Linked DNA regions of Mus musculus: region 1 is linked to region 2. The links are chromatin contacts, called in public HiChIP or PLAC-seq maps. All regions are on one chromosome and are shown on one strand. Each heading gives the region's core, a stretch centred on a gene start, on an enhancer-like site or on the middle of the called end of the contact. The rest is flanking DNA. Distances are from core to core; before and after follow the strand shown.

Region 1 (5,848 bases), core at 1,041-3,540, 190 kb after region 2:
GACCCAAGGAGTTAAGAGGTTACAACTCCATAGGAAAAACAACAATATGAACTAACCAGTACCCCCAAAGCTCCCAGGGACTGAACCACCAACCAAACAATACACATGGTGGTACTCATGGCTCCAGCTACATATGCAGCAGAAGATGGCCTAGTCAGTCATCAATGGGAGGAGAGGCCCTTGTTCATGTGAAGGCTCTATGCCCCAGTATAGGGGAATGCCAGGGCCAGGAAGTGAGAGTAGGTGGGGTGGTAAGCAGGGGGAGGGGAGGGAATGTAAGGGGAGGGAGGCTTTTGGAGGGAGACCGGGAAAGGGGATAACATTTGAAATGTAAATAAAGAAAATATCTAATAAAATGATATATATATATATGAAAGGAAAGAAGGAAGAAGGAAAGAAAAAAATTGAAAAGAACCAGATGAGCGAAGCTACTTTAATACAAGCAAATCTGGAGGACAGATCTCAAGGTCAGTCAAAAGCCAAAGTAGTTAAGATAGTGTGCACCACCAAACAGATTCCCAGGTCAATGAAATATGCCTGATAATCCAGGAAAGTAGTTAGGATAGTGTGCACCACCAAACAAATTCCCAGGTCAATGAAGTACGCCTGGAAATCCAGGAAAGGACCCCTTGTAAACTGACTTTTCACAGGGACAACACGATAGGGAAAAGTAATTTAAAAAGAAAAAATTGATGTCAGCATATCTACATGTTTAAGTGACTTGGGAACCCTAATTTATACCATATTATAAATTTTAACTCAAAAATGTATCATAGTCATATACAGAAGAACAAAACATATGAGCTCCTAGGAGGCAAAAATAAGAAAAAATAAGAATTCATTGAATGGGATTAAACCTTGAAACAAATAGGCAATAAAATAATAACTAAGTTGGGCTTTATTAAAATTTAGAAGCACATGTGCTCTTAGAAGCACAAGAAAATACGAGTGAAGAAAGAGTAAATAAAGAAGGATGAAGTTGGAACAGACAACCTATGGAGTAGCAGGACAGATTTTCAAAGTACAAGTCTGGTATGGTACTGATATATAGAAAATACTTCTAAAAACACAACTCAACAATGGACAACCCAGACTTGAAGCAGGCAAAGCATAAGAGTAGACATTTCTCCAAATAGAACACTTAACAATTTACAGTCACATGGAGAAAGGTTTGCTATCAATAGTCATCCAGAAAACAAACAGAAATAGTAATATACATGTTGCTAAAGATGGAGAGAAATTGGAAACTGGACACTTTCCTGGTGGGAACAGTTAGTCTGGGGAATGGTTTGACAAGAGTTTGACAGTGAACTGTTAGATGGAGAATCAGCATTTTGTTAGCTCGTTTTTCACTGTGACAAATACTTGTAAGAAGTGACTTAAAGGAGGAAAGATTTATTTTGGCTCATGAATTCAGACATGCCTGGGTGCCTTGGACCACCTTGGAATAGGCCCTGGTAGAATAAAACTTCTAATCTCATGGTGGACAGGGATATTATTCAAAACAATGTCTCATGTTCACTTCCTCTAACCTTCTAGAAAACCCCACCTTCTAATAATGTGTCCACAACCTCCTAATAATGCCATCAAGGTATAAACCTGTGAGCGTATTAATCCATCATTTAGATCAGTGCCCTCATCATTACATTATCTCTAAATGAGAGGGTCCATCTTAATACACTATGCATGTTCCAGAAAGTTTACTTCTAGTATATTCCCCAGGAACTGTGAGAACATATATGTAGCCGGATGTGGTGGTGCACACCTTTAATCCCAGCACTTGGGAGACAGAGGCAGGCGGATTTCTGAGTTCAAGGCCAGCCTGGTCTACAAAGTAAGTTCCAGGGCAGCCAGGGCTATACAGAGAAACCCTGTCTCAAAAACAAAACAAAACAAAACAAAACAAAACAAAAAGTATATATTATATACAGAAAGAATGTACATATGCTTATATACAAACATAAGAACAACTAAAATGCCCATGATAAATAGGTAAATTAAACATGTAGACTATTATCCATAAATTAAAATGATAAAGCATAATATATGCTACAATGTGGATAGACTTTGAAAACATCACATTAAATAAAACAAGGCACATGAAAAAAATTTTCTTTCTTTTTTAAATTTAATTTAATTTTTTACTAATTCACTTTACATCCCACTCACTGCCCCCTCTGGCTAACAGTTCCCACAATCCTTTCCCACCCCTGTCCCCTTCTTCTCTGAGCCTGCAGGGCTCCCCTTGGGTATCCCCACACCCTGGCACTTCAACTTCCTGCAAGGCTATGTGCTTCCTCTCTCACTGAGGTCAGACAAGGCAGCAAGATAGAAAAACATATCCCATGTACAGGCAACCGCTTTTGGGATAGCCTCTTTTTCAATTGTTTGGGTCCCACATGAAGGCCAAGCTACACATCTGCTGCATATGAACAGGAAGGAAGGTTCGAGCTGCAGGGGACGGAGTCAATGGACACTCCCTGTCCCAATCCCCCTTCCTCCTTTCAGAAGCATTGTCAGTTTCCTTCCTAGGGATTACTGTGTGACTCCCTCACCCCCACCCCAACTCACCCACTGCTATGGCAGAGAAAGAAACAGCTATTAGTTGTTGAAGTTCTCTGTGGAAAGTTGTATCCAAGTGTAAGAAAAAGCATCTAGTTTGGAGCTAAATAACAGTCTACATCTACCAATTCCAGGGAAGCTTTGGGCAACAATTACTGCCCCTCTCCATAAAACATTTAGTGGGAATCAAAGAAGGTAATAACTGTATCTTTACCTGGGTTAACTAAAGGGAAAGAGTTAAGAAAAGCATAAGTACTAATAGAAAGGACCAGCATCCTTGGGGGTATCACAAGATACACCAAGACCAATTTCTGAACACAGAGGAGATTTACTTACTCCAGAGAGACAAAGGGACAGGGAATAAGAGACAGAGACAGGAGACAGAGATTAAGAGAGAAGGAGAGAGGAATGTTGGAGAGAGGGAAGGAATATTTGTCCCAAAAGAGGGAAGGACAAAGGACTGTCTCTACATAGAAAGGACACAGACCTGGCTCATAGCCAAATGGTGCTTTATAAAGGTAAAGGGAGAAACCCTGTGTTAGAATGAGTTGGTTCATTGTAATTGGCTATGTTAATTAGGTAAGCCAAAGGGGGCTTTTGACAGATGGACTTCAATACTTCAATAGTTGGACCTTGGTGATCAACTTTAGGAGAAGGAAGTGGCCAAATCAGAGAATAGACCCTGGAGGCTAGCTTTAAGCATGGAATCTAACAGTTTCTAGCAAAGAAGAGGGAATAGGAGGACAAGGCCTGTCAGAGCCATGGTTTTGTTTGTTTGTTTGTTTGTTTTTTTATGTTGTGACCTGCTAGAGACTCTTCACTAATGCTTCTCATGGCAGGGCTGATAGGGGGTGGGAGGAGGTGGGGGGAGTAGAGGCAGAGAGGTAATCCAAGGGTAGCAGAGTAAGCAAGAGTAAGGGAGAGGCAATAAATGAGGAGAAAGACACACAAGAAGGCAAACAGCATGCTGCACACCCCCACAGAGAGTATGGCCTGTGGCAGGGGCTGTAGGAGGCTTTGCTAAAGAGAACAGCACACTGGTGGGGCTGTAAGAGCCAGAGGAAAAGTGGTACTCATCACCTCCTTCCTAGCTTCTGCCATCCAGCTTTCAGATTGCACACCAGGAATTCACTGTCCTCAATTTCTACATGGTGTCGTCTCCTGGCTGTTTCTGGCAGCCAGTAATGAAGAAGCAAGCTATACAATGAGAGTAAGCTCACATGACCTATGGGCACTAGAATTGCTTTATGGAGAGCAGGAGAGTTTTGGGAGGCCATCCCACAGCCTAACTCTTTCATGGGGAGGATCAGAGAACATGTGAGAAATCTGACCAGAGTGAAAGACATCTTGAAGACCATAAGCCATCTGGACTCTGCCCTTAGCCATCTGAAGACCAGCGGGCTGGTGGGCCATGTGGATGGAACCACACATACACAACATGGTTTGGAAAAACACTGGGTGCTCTACAGACCGGGGGGGGGGGGGGGGTGATTGTAACTTTTTTTTTTGTCTCGAGTAGAGATTGTCTGAGGTTTTTTTGTTCCAGTCAGGATCTTGCTCTATTGATCTGCCAGCCTTGCTCTTCCAGGATAAGCCCCTGAAGTTTAGTCTGCAAGTCTGCGCCACCATGCCCTGCTGCTTTGAGCAGTTTTGGGTTCTTCCACATGCATCAAGCATCATTTATTTGGATGAGGTTTGTCTCAACTTCAAGTGGGATGTGCTAATGTGGTAAGGGCCTTGGTAAATAATTAGTTCTCAAGCAACATGGTAACAATGAGGACACCACTAATCGGAGTTTGACCTACATGGTCCTGGGGCTCCCTGGGAAAGTCTGCAGATGCAGATTTGATATTAGAGGCTTAGAGTATGCGAGGGAGGAAGGACCAGCCAATGAGAGAGATTGAGAAACAGTGTTGCTGGTCCCCAGTAGGTCCTACACTTTGGAATGAGTTGGGAAGGAAGGCTTTGTAGCCTCATATTCTCTAGACATCGAATCTGAGCTGCCCCCAGGATAAGGGTAATTCCTGGGGAGAGGCTTGCTAAAATTAGAATGGTAATGAGTGGCAAACAAAAGTTCCTTGATCCAGAAGGGGATCAGGGAGGTGCATTACAGCACCCACGACAGAGGACAGAGGTTTCTGGAGAGCTGAAATTGGGGAATAGCGCTTCTTACCTTATCTGGGGTTTATTTTGTTGGCTGCTTTCTACTTTGCAACCAACACCATGTCTACCATCTTCATAACTGGATGAATTCATTCATAAATGAATGAATAGGAATATTTCCAATCCATTTCTTCTTCATTTTAAGTTGTGAAATAAGACACAGTCAGGATTTTCAAGTCCCCTTATTTTAAATCCACGTCTGCCTGCTAGTGTGACTGCCAAGGTTGACGGTATCATGGGGGTGAGCTCCCAGGGCCTCTGATGCTGGCTTTGTGCTTGGAGGAGTTGGTTGGCCTTTGGTTCTCTGCACCTCCCCTCAGACCTCCTTACTTTAAATGGGAACAGGATCTGTCTGCTAGTGGCAGATCTAGTCCACTAACCTCTAGTCCAATTTTGTCCCTGTGGCTGACTGGGTAAGGCTTATTTGTCTTAGTCAGGGTTTCTATTCCTGCACAAACATCATGACCAAGAAGCAAGTTGGGGAGGAAAGGGTTTATTCGGCTTACACTTCCATACTGCTGTTCATCACCAAAGGAAGTCAGGACTGGAACTCAAGCAGGTCAGAAAGCAGGAGCTGATGCAGAAGCCATGGAGGGATGTTCTTTACTGGCTTGCTTGCTTCTTTCTTGGTTGTAGGAGGGGCCAGGTGCAATAACTTATCTTTCACCTTAGAAGGAATATCTCTACATGCCGCACACCACTGGACTCCTAAGAATTTCACTGAGGTAGATGGTCCTTGAATTTTGGTTGGATTTATTTCCCATCCTCTGATACGCATATGTGTTATCAATGAGTCCAAAGTGGTTGCTACTTCCTGCTCACTTGGTCCAGTCTCAAAAGATCCAAGTTCAAGTTGCTTCTCTGTCTACAATAGAAGCAATGCATATGAAGCCTTAATATAACTGATAAACTTACTTTTAATATTTTTTTAGTCATAATTTTTTTAGATTTTAGCTCATCTATCAAGTGGTATTGACAGATGTCAGGTGACTCATTGCTGAGTTCTGGGGATAGTAACACAAACAACATAACTGAGCATCCTGCTTTTTTAACCTTTTGGGTTGCTGTAGTGGATTTGGTCTTTTTTAACACACACACAGGACTCACTATATGGCTCAGGTTG
Region 2 (5,422 bases), core at 1,007-3,506:
CCCCACACCTGCCCAGTGCTTTGGTAAACCTGCCTTTCGTGACCAACAACAGGTGCTAGTTGTTGATGTCTGGCAAAGAGCAATAAGATCGTATGTTAGATGTGGCTCTGGAGTCAGAAAAAAATTAATGTTGGATGGCTGTGTGGCCCTCAGCAATCTCTGAGCCTTGGTGTCCCCACTTCTAAAGAAGGATTTGTAAATGGTACCTCAGGACTGTGAGGACAGAAGCCAGATGGAGAGCGTCTGATCTCCAGTGAGTACCACTACTCAGTACCCCTTGTTACTCGGTGCTCCCATACTCTGGCTGGGTCCTGCCTAATACTGACCCCTTCCTGACGGACTGAGATATGCTTCCCTAGTACGCCTTCTGCACACACCCTGCTTTTCCCTTTGTAGAAGTCAGGTCTGGTTCTTCTTCTCAGTCTCGTGCTGTCAGAAAGAAGACTCAGGCTCAACATATATTTACAAATGCCTTGGCCATACAGCTAGGCTCTTCTCTGACTCGATCATAACTTAGATTAAACCCATTTATCCTAATCTACATTCTGCCATGTGACTGGTTACCTGTGCTCAGGTACCACACATCGATCTCCTCACATTTTCCCTGGTGAATTTCCTGTGCCTGGCACTATCCCAAAATCCTTTCTGCTTTTTGGATGTCCCACCTCCAACTTTCTGACTCCGCTATAGGGCATCAGTTATACTATTGACAGGTGTCACATCCATACAGACACAAGATATTTTCTCTACACCCCTCATAGTCTAGTGACTTGATTCTTCTTTTCTTTTTCCTTTTTCTTTTTCTTTTTCCTCTTTTTTCTTTTTTCTTTTCTTTCCTTTCTTTTCCTTCCCTTTCCTTCCCTTTTCTTTCCATCCCTTCCCTTTTCTTTTCTTTCCCTTTTCTGTCAGAGTGAAGCCCCTGAATGTAAGAAGAAATCTTTCACCAACCAGCCAGCACTTCAAAGGTGTCAACCAGAGTACGTTGGACAATGAGCTAAAACAATGAAATTAGAGTGAAAGTATGGATCAGGGAGATCTATAGACGCACACTGAAATCCTAAGGGTAGGCTACCTCTTCCATGGTCAGTACAGGATGGCTGAGTGCCAGCTCTAAGTCATGCATGTCACCCTGTAGGAGTGGATAAAGCCATTAGCGAGCCTGGGTGGGGATAGCTTTCTTTGCTCGGGTTGTGTTGCAGTACAGGAGGGTTGAACCCAATGAGCAAGTAGGGGTGAGGGAGGAGAGGCAATGAGAAAGTGTGATTTTTATTTGTTTACCTCTCACCTGTCGGGGCACCTTGGGCCATGGATGAAATGAATTAGGCTTTAAAAAAACCAAACCAAACCAAAAAAATGAACCAGTCACTCTTCAACATGGTCCGCAGAGCAGCAGCAATGGAATTCCATACCAGAGCAACAGAAATATAGAAGTGGATTGACAGTCGGAATCAGCAACTTCAGAGGGGGCCCAAGCAATCACCTATTCTATCTGGTCCTCATGTTCTGAGGCACGGTCAAGTTTGAGAACCACAGGGCTATCTATACACAGGGACTTTTAAAGTCCTTTCCTTTTGTTTGTAGTTGCAATGGTCTATATTTCTTCTATTGATGTCTTAGTCCTTTTGCTGATGAAGGAGCAGATACTCACCCTCACTCATTCCATTTATATGTTCTACCCAGCAAAGTCCTTGTCCTCTAAGACCTCAAGAACATCCACAGTTTAGGACCCTGGGGTGTCCCTGGACATGTGCTCTAGTGGTGGATCCTTTGAGAAGACATCCTATGTTGGCATTCTGATCCAGGGCCTAGCAGGCCCAAGGCAGGGTTTATGTCAGAGGCCTCAGGGAGGGTGAGGCTGAGGTCCAAAGAGGCCTGGTGAGGAGGGAGGCTGAGGTTCAGGGGTGTGACAGTGTAATCCCCTTACCCAGTGTCCCATCCTGGGGATGTGAAGAAAAGCTGTCCTGTGTTCTAAGAGGCTGGTTGCAGCCTCAATTCATTTTCACATTGGCTGCCTTTGGGGCCAATATGCCTCCACCCTGAATTTTCTATCCCTTTCAATGGGGCTCAGCAAATCATATGAAAAAGTCAAGAGGCTGTTTAAGAAGCACTCATCTGGACCCACAGACACACACACACACACACACTCTCTCTCTCTCTCTCTCTCTCTCTCTCTCTGCCCCTCCTCCAATGCCATGATGATTCACTTCACATCTCTTCTCCTGTCATTTTATGGAGTCATGATGATGGTGAGGATGAGCTTTAGGGGATAGAGTGGGTGTGGGGAACTCCGTGGTTAGAGGACCTCGCAGTGGGGACACCCTGTTGCAGAAGCAGAACTCAAATGGTTTGGGTAATTATCTGTATGATAGATGAAATCCAAAGAGCACAGAACCAAAGAAAGACAAACACCCATTCCCTGATGCCCACCCCACCCCACCCCCAGCAGCCAGGCACCCACTCTTTTACCCCAAAGCAGAGATCATACCAAGAGCAGAAAGAGGCAGGGTGGAGAAGCAGAAGGGCAGTTCTGGGCCCTGGAGCTTGTGACAGTGGCTACCTTCCTAACCATCCCAGCAGATGTCCCTCTAGCAGACAGGCAGAAGGAAGTCTCTGTGGTCTGGGGCCCCACCCTGGATAGTTCTGTAATGGTGCCATTCTCAGAAGAGGAAGTGCAATGCCATGGGTAGGCACCGAGGTCTTTCTCCCAAGGGACACTCTACTTCTTGGTCCAGGTGATATTGAATGATATCCGTGGCTATTCCATCTCTTTGTGTCTTGCTCTCTGAAAGTAGAGAATGTTAGCCATGCCAGCACAAGCCCCTTGCCTAGGCACGTGAGAAAGCACAGTGGATAGGGCTGTTTATATTGGCACTTCTCCTTTATCTAACGTTGCCAGCTATAGGAGTTTCACGTGCAGTATCTCATCGGTGCCCTCTGTCAAGCCTGGCCATACATTCTTAGCCTTGTAAGGAAAACAAGATGGAGAGAGGTTGGTTTCCAGTGTCACACAGCAAGTCTAGAGTGGCTTAGGGGTTTTGAGTAGAGACTTGTCATTTCAGCACAACATTCTGCTCTCTCACCCATGAAAATTCAAGGCCTTTTCAAGAAAATGCTATCCCCTGGTTGTGCCATCATTGCCTCATGCCTCTGACTCTCCAGATGCTTGCAATTCTCACAAACAATATTCTGTTTCCCTCGTTTCTGGAATCCAGCCTCTCGACACGCGGGCAGATTTGGCTGTGACCTCTACTCTATTTTCTTCAGAGTCCAGACAGAATTCCTTAAGAGTCCACAAGGACTTATTGCATTTACTAGTTCTCAATGAGGTCAAAGGGAAACATTGGTCCTGTGGGTTCTCCGGAGCATGACTCTGACCTCTATAGCAGCTTGGGCCTTGAGATGGTGAGACTTCATAAGAGAAGGCAGACTCCTAAGACATTCCGGGTTGGGGGCTCTTCCCAGTGGGTGCCATTGTTCCCCATGGTTGGGAATCACAGTGTGGGCTCAGGCCCCCTCTGCTCTGGAGCTGGGCACCTTCCCCACTTGCTCTCTTGGTGGCCAGTCCCACACCTGTTTCTTAATTCTCTTCTCACCACACTTCTGAAATAAAGATGGTTAACAGCTGTCTATAAAATGCTTTCTGACCAGGCATCAGGCATTGTACCAGAGCCAAGTACTGTGGAACAAATGAGCTCTGCCCAGACTCACCTCCCAAGGCATTCAAGTGTGGGAGAAACCCAAAATGCCGTGGCTGGAGAGGGTATTTTAGCAGTTGACACACCAAACAATCTACTCAGCCTCATTCACCCTGAGGCCTCGGACACAAGCCCCGCCTCAGGCCTGCTGGGCCACTGGACCAGGATGCTAACATAGGATGTCTTCTCAAGTTGGGATGGCCTATATGACTCTACATCTAATGACATCTCCTAATAGCATCTGACTCCTCTTCCAGAAGGCAACCCAGTTCTTCCCAGTACACCACTGTCAGGAAGTTCTGTCCTGCAACAACTGGGGAATTGTCCATTTTCCATCTTCTCCACCCTTCACTACTTTGTCCTCTGAAAGAATCCCCAAGGTAGTCTGCCTTTCCTCTCCATTTCTGGCAGTAGACAGAAGGCAGAGCCTTCATGTCCTCTCTTTCTAGGGAGACTGAGGTTGCCCTCTGCAGTGAGCATAAAAAAGAGGCACAAGACACTGAGTTTCACCTTCATCTCATCCATCTCTATTGATTTTATTGATTTGATAATGAGCTTTCTCCATGTCCTCACATATGTGTGTCCTGGAGGTGCCTGCCAGCTTACTGCTGGAATACTGTGTTCTGGGCTCCATGGAAAAATCACAAAGTCAATAACAAATGGAAAGGGAAGAAGGGAGGGAGGGAGGGAGGGAGGGAGGGAGGGAGAGAGGGAGGAAGGAAAGAAGGAAGGGAGGAAGGAAGGAAGGAAGGAAGGAAGGAAGGAAGGAAGGAAGGATGAGCTGATTAGAGGGTGAGAGCTCCTGTGAGGAGGTGGAGAAGAAAGACGATCCCTCTCTACTGCACTCCTGTGGCCCCTAGAAAGGGTATCCATCACAGACAGACCAGGTGTCTGTGTGGTCCTCTAGGGACTGCATCCCTGCATGTCTCTCTCCTCTGTCATGAAGAATGCTCAAGGCTGTAGAGTTATATAGAACAGCACTTCAGAGCCACTAAAAGGGAGCTGCCTGCTCTATGTGTTCAGTAAAGAGTTTCTGACCTCAACGGTCTGACTTTCTGGGATTCATGTTGTATTTGAGGAGCAGAGATAGGGCTAGAGGTCAAAGGATTTGAGTCCAAAGACCTATGTTAGAGTACAGATTGTTTTTGTCTGTGTGTTATTGGCCAATTCAGGTCAGTTTTGTGAGTCTCAGATTCTCAGTAAATAAAATAGAGGAAGAGCATTCTTGCACTGTGAAGGGGTGTGTGTGTGTGTGTGTGTGTGTGTGTATGTGTGTGTGTTGTTGCTGTTGTTGTTGTTGCTGCTGCAGCTGCTACTGCTTTCCATATCAAATGTGCCCCAATTTCTCTTATGAACTACTTCAATTATTGTTAATTAATAATTATTATTAGAATGGCCTGCCCCCAGATCATCTAACCACCCAAGATATCAAATACTAATGTGTAATAAAACAGAGTGACAGACAGCCTTTTACTTTCCTCAGTGTTTCGGGCTGTTATATAACACAAAACCACACTTGAGCCTTTATCAAGCAGTCAGCCGCCGGGAAGTGGTGGCACATGCCTTTAATCCCAGAACTTGGGAGGCAGAGGCAGGCAGATTTCTGAGTTCGAGGCCAGCCTGGTCTACAGAGTGAGTTCCAGGACAGCCAGGGCTACACAGAGAAACCCTGTCTCGAAAACAACAACAACAACAAAAATCAGCATGCATTAACCGATGAGATAACA

The links. HiChIP or PLAC-seq counts read pairs in DNA pulled down with a chosen protein or histone mark.
Region 1: a RAD21 HiChIP or PLAC-seq map of pro-B cells shows a contact between it and region 2, with 2.2 times the contacts expected there. The contact joins two enhancer-like sites. A contact is called at or near these places in 1 of 15 datasets of contacts at CTCF or cohesin (pro-B cells) and 1 of 484 Hi-C or Micro-C datasets (liver).

What each region holds. Positions count from the first base shown.
Region 1 is chr16:24,265,636-24,271,483 of GRCm38.p6, forward strand. It overlaps Gm38456 (a long non-coding RNA gene), which reads right to left. Exons shown (of 3, transcript XR_875976.2): 3 at 5,203-5,590. Among named protein-coding and RNA genes, the nearest start is that of Gm31814, 5.4 kb to the left of the region's middle. Within about 2 kb of position 2,291, at least 4 of the 459 cell types and tissues checked have an H3K27ac peak or open chromatin away from gene starts, as enhancers often do. A contact at or near this core is called in pro-B cells, where this site is marked.
Region 2 is chr16:24,074,040-24,079,461 of GRCm38.p6, forward strand. Gm46545 (predicted gene, 46545) reads right to left here. Exons shown (of 2, transcript NR_155457.1): 2 at 2,436-3,600. Among named protein-coding and RNA genes, the nearest start is that of Gm46545, 5.9 kb to the right of the region's middle. Within about 2 kb of position 2,257, at least 31 of the 459 cell types and tissues checked have an H3K27ac peak or open chromatin away from gene starts, as enhancers often do. A contact at or near this core is called in pro-B cells, where this site is marked.